Regions from separate parts of the Mus musculus genome. Here region 1 is linked to region 2. Evidence: chromatin contacts called from public Hi-C data. All regions are on one chromosome and are shown on one strand. The core of a region is the stretch at or near the end of the contact, and the rest is flanking DNA. Distances in the headings are between cores, read along the strand shown. Region 1 overlaps Dock4 (dedicator of cytokinesis 4). Region 2 has its middle 26 kb from the start of Gm40403.

The links. Hi-C and Micro-C count contacts between places; a contact is called where the count stands out from the background.
Region 1: a Hi-C map of bone marrow-derived macrophages shows a contact between it and region 2, with 12 read pairs. The contact joins two enhancer-like sites. A contact is called at or near these places in 1 of 484 Hi-C or Micro-C datasets (bone marrow-derived macrophages), 1 of 115 datasets of contacts at active chromatin or transcription factors (embryonic basal ganglia) and 2 of 9 other capture datasets (adipose tissue and embryonic stem cells).

The regions. Positions count from the first base shown.
Region 1 is chr12:40,788,541-40,791,478 of GRCm38.p6, forward strand. Dock4 (dedicator of cytokinesis 4) reads left to right here. Exons shown (of 53, transcript NM_172803.2): 32 at 1,536-1,621. Among named protein-coding and RNA genes, the nearest start is that of Immp2l, 230 kb to the right of the region's middle. Within about 2 kb of position 1,346, at least 71 of the 459 cell types and tissues checked have an H3K27ac peak or open chromatin away from gene starts, as enhancers often do. A contact at or near this core is called in bone marrow-derived macrophages, where this site is marked.
Region 2 is chr12:40,272,140-40,275,316 of GRCm38.p6, forward strand. No RefSeq gene overlaps it. Among named protein-coding and RNA genes, the nearest start is that of Gm40403, 26 kb to the left of the region's middle. Within about 2 kb of position 1,407, at least 16 of the 459 cell types and tissues checked have an H3K27ac peak or open chromatin away from gene starts, as enhancers often do. A contact at or near this core is called in bone marrow-derived macrophages, where this site is marked.

The DNA.
Region 1 (2,938 bases), core at 96-2,595, 520 kb after region 2:
TCTGGCTTTTTGTTGCCCTGAGCCTCCAGGGAAACCCTGGAATCCCATCTTATTCCTTTCACCAAAAACAAAATTCTTTGACATTCCAGATCTGTATTTAAGAATGTACAGAGAGGGTTGTTTGCTCCCAGCTGGCCGGGACTCAGAGGAACTGGAAGGTTAATGACTCTTTCAGCCATTGAGTTCTCAGTGGTCTGCACATTGTGTTTGCTGAATGGCTTAGCTCTGAGCATTTGATTCACAGTGTGTTTTATTGCTCTTAGCTTGGAGCAATGAAAATTAATTTGAAGGAGAAAGCAGTGGAAAATCTCACAAAGGAAATTCCAAGGGGATGAATCTATCGTTTCTTGCTGACTTCGGTTCTAATAGTGGTGCTCCAGTTTGAGGAAGACAGACATCCTGATTGCAAAATCAGATCTGTAAAGAATCAGCCACTTTTGCTGGTCCAAGTCTGTTGGGGGAAGTAGGAAAAACATGCTCTCACATATTGACTTCTCAAACTTGCTTACCCACAGGATGTGGCCCACCTCCATACTTCTCCACATGAGGCCTTCTTCAAACCTCAGAAAAGTGCTTGTCATCTGTATAAGCAATTTGATTGCATGCATAGACCTTTCCTATTGCCAAGAGTGTGGGCATTTCTCTTGTTATTCGTATATACATTTATTTTTAAGAAAGCTAATGGCTGAGTGAAAAGCTATGAACACACTGTGCTTGGTAGGGGGTCCCACTTTCCTTCCCTCTTATCTTTATCTCCTGATTGACATTTGCTTTAAAGAAATAACTGGGCTCAGTCCTTTGACAAAGTTGAATATTCGTCTCAAGCCCAAATTGCTTTAACACTGGCTAAAGGTTGTCATTTTCTCTTGCCTCGTTTAGATAAAGGGAAATTTTTCCCTTTCTGATATTCAAGTTATAAAGAATTTATGTCCTTGAAAATATAAATGTTTTGACTACAGTTTTCAGGAAATATGTCCTTTCACTCTCCTGCCGCTTACTGCTGACTTAGACTATTTCTGTGGCTCTACCATCTGTACATGGCTAGGATGGATTCTCAACTTCAGCAAAGATTTAGTGCAACCTCAAACTGTTTTAGGAAAGAAAACAGATAAAAAGCACATTTAAGATTTAAATTAATGTATTTGGGCATGCTAGTTTGCTGATGTTCTCAGATATAGTGATGTAAAAAAAAAAAAAGAAAAAGAAATGGGACTTGCCAGTTTTTATAGTCCCTAAAAGAAGAACCGAAACATTTAAATTGGGCTGCTAGCATTTATGTTGGGATCCCAGATAGATAGATGCTGTCCTTGGCAGCAGAAGAAGCTAGCTAGCCAGGAGTATGAAGTCATGTTGACTGCATCTAAATTAGTCCCCTAGAATTCCAAAGGGAGGCTTGCTATTAACCATGGCTGACAATGTCACTTTGACAAAGTGTATCACGGCTTTCCCCTGGCATAAAGAAATACATACCAATTTGCCTAAAAATCTTGCATGGGAAGTGGGAGGAAGGAGAGTGATATTTGGGTGTATTTCAGGTGGAGGCCAAGCTAATTGACAAATTGGACAGCCTGATGTCGGAGGGCAAAGGTGATGAAACGTACCGTGAGCTCTTCAACAGTATGTGAGTAATGTGTTTCTCTCCACTTGGTTCTATTCAGGACATCTGGTGTCGGTCCTGAGCCGTTCTGCACCACAGTAGACGAGAGCTACAGAGACAGCTTGGGTCTCATAGGAGAGCTTTGTCTTTGTGGAGTGTGAAATAAAGGATAATTGCCTACCTCTAGCAAGTGGATCTTATTATGTTGATGATTAGTTATGTCTCCTTATTTTAATCTCCGATTAGGACAGGTTGCCTATGTTACATAACAAAGCTCACTCTTTTCACGCTTGGTAATTTCAAGGGAAAATAAGGCCATTGTTATAAGATAATGATTTTAAAGAGAGTTATGAGTGGGAGAGGAGAAAAGTGTGTGATTATAACATTTGTATACAGTGTTTTCCAAAGTATGACTCTGGCTGATTTGCTGTTAGAAAATTAACTTCGTTTGTGCCTGATGATCAGCACCTGCTTCCATGCTGACCATTTTTTTTGGCTTGGGACTGTTAAATACTTCCCCAGTGCTGCTTATTAGATTGCCACCAAAGCAAGTCATTTCTAGTAAATTTGGTGTTTGGGATTTGCAAAGAGAATAGGAAAAAAAAAAAAAAAAAAAGAATGGAGTTCTAGGAAGGGACTTCTAGATGGTCCCAAGTGATCCAATGTGATCACAGTCTCAGGATGGATTGCTTGTATCAAGTATCATCTAACTGTAGGAATAGCCAGAGTTGAGGCATGATAATGTCTCAGCGCTTTGGGACTTCCCACCTGGCCTGTGGGTTTTTTTATGATCTTATAGATCTTAGTCATTTTGAACCTAGTATTTTTATAACGTATTTTTCTTTTAACCGAGAAGATTAGCACACTGAGTTTGGGGAAATGTTCTGATTTCTTTCAAGAGTGTAAAACTAATACATTTCTCTCCTAGAAAATACACCTGTGTTGGTATTAATGCCCAACCATCACCTAAGTGGCGCTCATAGCCAAGTGCAAGTCCAAGTTGACTTTACATTCATTAATTAGCAGCTGTGCAACTCTGGATGTGTGGGTTTTAAGAATGCTATCTTAAAACTGAAAGGTTTGACAATAGGTTGGGGAGTCTTCAGCTTGCCTGATTTATAGTCATTCTTGGAGCTTTCAGGAAAACTATGTAGAAAGGAAAAAGAAAGGCTTCGGGGATTTCATTTGGTAATCAGTTACATTGTGAACAACGAGTGCCATTTTCTCTTGATACTGTAATTCAGCCAAAACTTTTGCTAATTATTCACAAGCTCCCTGTTCATTCTTGTTTACAAAGTGTCTGTCTTTTACGACAGCTGGAGTTTAGCAAGAATTCAGATT
Region 2 (3,177 bases), core at 157-2,656:
GGAAGAAGTAAGAAGCAAGATGACACTAGCCAGATGGGACATGGAGACCAAGGGGACCCAACATCCTGGAAGCCCTTTGAAAAGCTGGGAAAGAATAGTTAACTATTCAGTGAAGAAGAGGGGATGCATAGTCCACTGTCAAATGCTGCCTCTGGGCCTAATAACATGAAAACTAAGAACCTGCTGCTGGAGAAGGCTGCAGACAAACTGCATATCCTCACAAGAGCCTTCCCACAGTGACAGAGAGAGACAGAGACAGAGAGACAAAGAGACGGATAGGAACATACACACCGAGAGAGAGAGAGAGAGAGAGAGAGAGAGAGAGAGAATGAGGTGGAGAGCAAAGCCACTCAGAACTGGAGGAGACAAGACCTTCATCTGGGGACATGGCAGTTATTTTGAGGGTTTCTCGAAGGCTGATATTTTGAGGTAGCATGAAGAAAGAAATGGGATAGTTGCCAGAAGAATCCTGTAGGGTCCAAAGAATTCTTTTAAATATGCAGTTTATAGTCGATTGAAAAATAAGGATATTGCAATTTACTCATATATCAGTAGTTATGATCCAAAGAAAAATGAAATTTCAGTGCTGTAGGGACAAAAAGAGGAAACCCCAAAAGAAACATCTTTTCATAGAGAAAGCATAATAAAATATGATACGAAAGTTCGTGGAAATGTTTGTTCATTAAAAAAATTGAAGCTAACAGGAAACCCCCAATTAACCACTCAGGATTTCCACTGTGGGCACAAGTATTTGTGTGTATGTTTATGATGTAATAAAAAAAGATTTACTTATCTGTTTTTCATATTTATGTGTACTCATGTGTGTCTATGTGCACGGCAGGTGACCTCAGAGGTCAAAGGGCTTCAGATGACTAGAACTGGAGTTCCAGGCCATTAGTTGTAAGCCACCTAATACTCGTGCTAGGAGCATGTAAGTCACCTCTCCAGACTGTGACATTTTGGGGTGAGGGCAAAACATATGGCCTAATAATGTGTTCCTTTGGAATATCATGACATTAAATGTAATTAAGTTTGTGTTGTCCTAAATAATGTGACTTTTAGGGACTCAGTCAATTATACATTAAACAGATATTATAGTACACACATCATATACTGGGCCTTGAGGTAAGTGCTAAGGACACAAGGGTATGCATGACAGAGTAGTCTGTGTCTTCAAGAACCTCAAAAATCAAAGAAGCAGACAAGCGTTGACTAGATGTGTGTAATCAGCCTGTGTAGGAGGACCTGTAGGCTGCTCAGTGTGAATATTAAGATGGGGAATCAAGGAGTTCTCCCAGAGAAGTGATATCTTAGCCGAAACATGAAGTGGCTAGAAGGAGGAAGACGAAGCAGGAAACAGTCTCTTCTCTGACAGGAAATGTCAGAGCCATCGTACCTCTAAATGACTCATAGGAACTTGAGACAAGAGGCCAGAGACTCACTTGGGGAACTGTTGGGCTGGACTCACTTGTCACACCTTGTAAGACCCTATTAAGCCCTAGAGTCCAGCAGTGCAGTTACTATTGTCATCTTACAGATAGCCACATTGGGGGCAGAGAGATAAAGTGACTTCCAAGGGCACAAGAAGAGTGCCCATTGGGGGTGGGCTTACAATGGAGGGTAGGGGGTGGGGAAATGGGAGATGAGACAGAAAGAGACTCTACTAAAGCATACTTTCTTTAAAAATGCTATCACAGTGTCTGTTTTAGACACTGTTCTATGGCTGTGAAGACAATTTATATTAGAAAGCATTTAATTGGAGGCTTGCTTACAATTTTGGAGGATTAAATCATTATCATTATGGAAGAGAGTGTGGCAGTAGGCAGACATGGTGCTGAAAGCTATACATCTTCTCTCTGCCTGATCCACAGGGAGCAGACAGAGGGAGGGGATGAAGGGAAGGAGGGAAGAAGGAAGGGAGGAAGGGAGGAGGGGATGAAGGGAGGGAGGGAGGGAGGGAGAGAGAGAGGGAGAGAGAGACTACTGTACCTGTTAAGGGCTTTTGAAGAGCTGGGTGTGGTGGCGCACGTCTTTGATCACAGCACTCGGGAGGCAGAGGCAGGCAGATTTCTGAGTTTGAGGCCAGCCTGGTCTACAGAGTGAGTTCCAGGACAGCCAGAGCTATACAGAGAAACCCTGTCTTGAAAAACCAAACCAAACCAAACCAAACCAAACCAAACCAAAACAAACCAAACCAAACCAAACCAAAACAAAACAAAACAAAAAACAAAAAAACAAACAAACAAACAAAAACAAAAAACAAGGGCTTTTGAAATTTCAAAGCTTACGTGAAGTGACACACCTCTGACAAGGTCACACCTTCTAATCCTTTCCAAACAGTTCAACTGGGGACTACTTAACATGCAAATAAATCAGCTTATAGGAGCCATTTTCTTTCAAACCACCACAGTATCTAATGTCTTGTATGCTAATTAAGAATAATAAAATAAAGAGGACCTGTTGGAATCACGATGTTTGTGGTAGATACATACAAAGAACTTATTATGAGCCTGGTCATAGCTCAGACACTCTCATGCACAGTTGTGCAGCTAACTCGGATCACATCCTATATCATCCACAGTTTACAGAAGAGGAAACTGATGCAGAGAAGGGTAACCTCTCTCAGGTTTGTACAGCAGGTAAGTGGTGGGGGAAGGTTTCCCACCCAATTAGTGCAGCAGACTATCATTCTCTCCTTTTCATATGACTGCCATGGTTACATGAACTTCAGAGATACAAAGAGGGTGTGTGTGTGTGTGTGTGTGTGTGTGTGTGTGTGTGTTTGTGTGTGTGTGTGTGTGGTTTAGTGGGCAGTAGAAACTGTTTTTTTCCTGGCACTGCAAAAGCATGTTATTTATATTAGGATACTCAGCTGAGGCCTGTGTTGTACAATCAGGTCTAATTTGGAGAAACTTTCTTATGAAATGGAGGACATAGTCATTTCTGTGACTCAGAAAATGTATCATTCCTTTGTTTGCATTGTTCTTTGATGCCCTCAGGCTTTCAAGAGCTTCTGTGATACATAAAAGAATCATATACCAGACATTAGGAAACAGGGATCTAACTGGATCAGAAACCTATCAGTACTGAGAAACCCCAACAAGGCTGTTTTCTTCCAACCAGTTCATTCACAAGAACTGAGGATATGCACAGCACTCAGATAACTTTGTAACATTT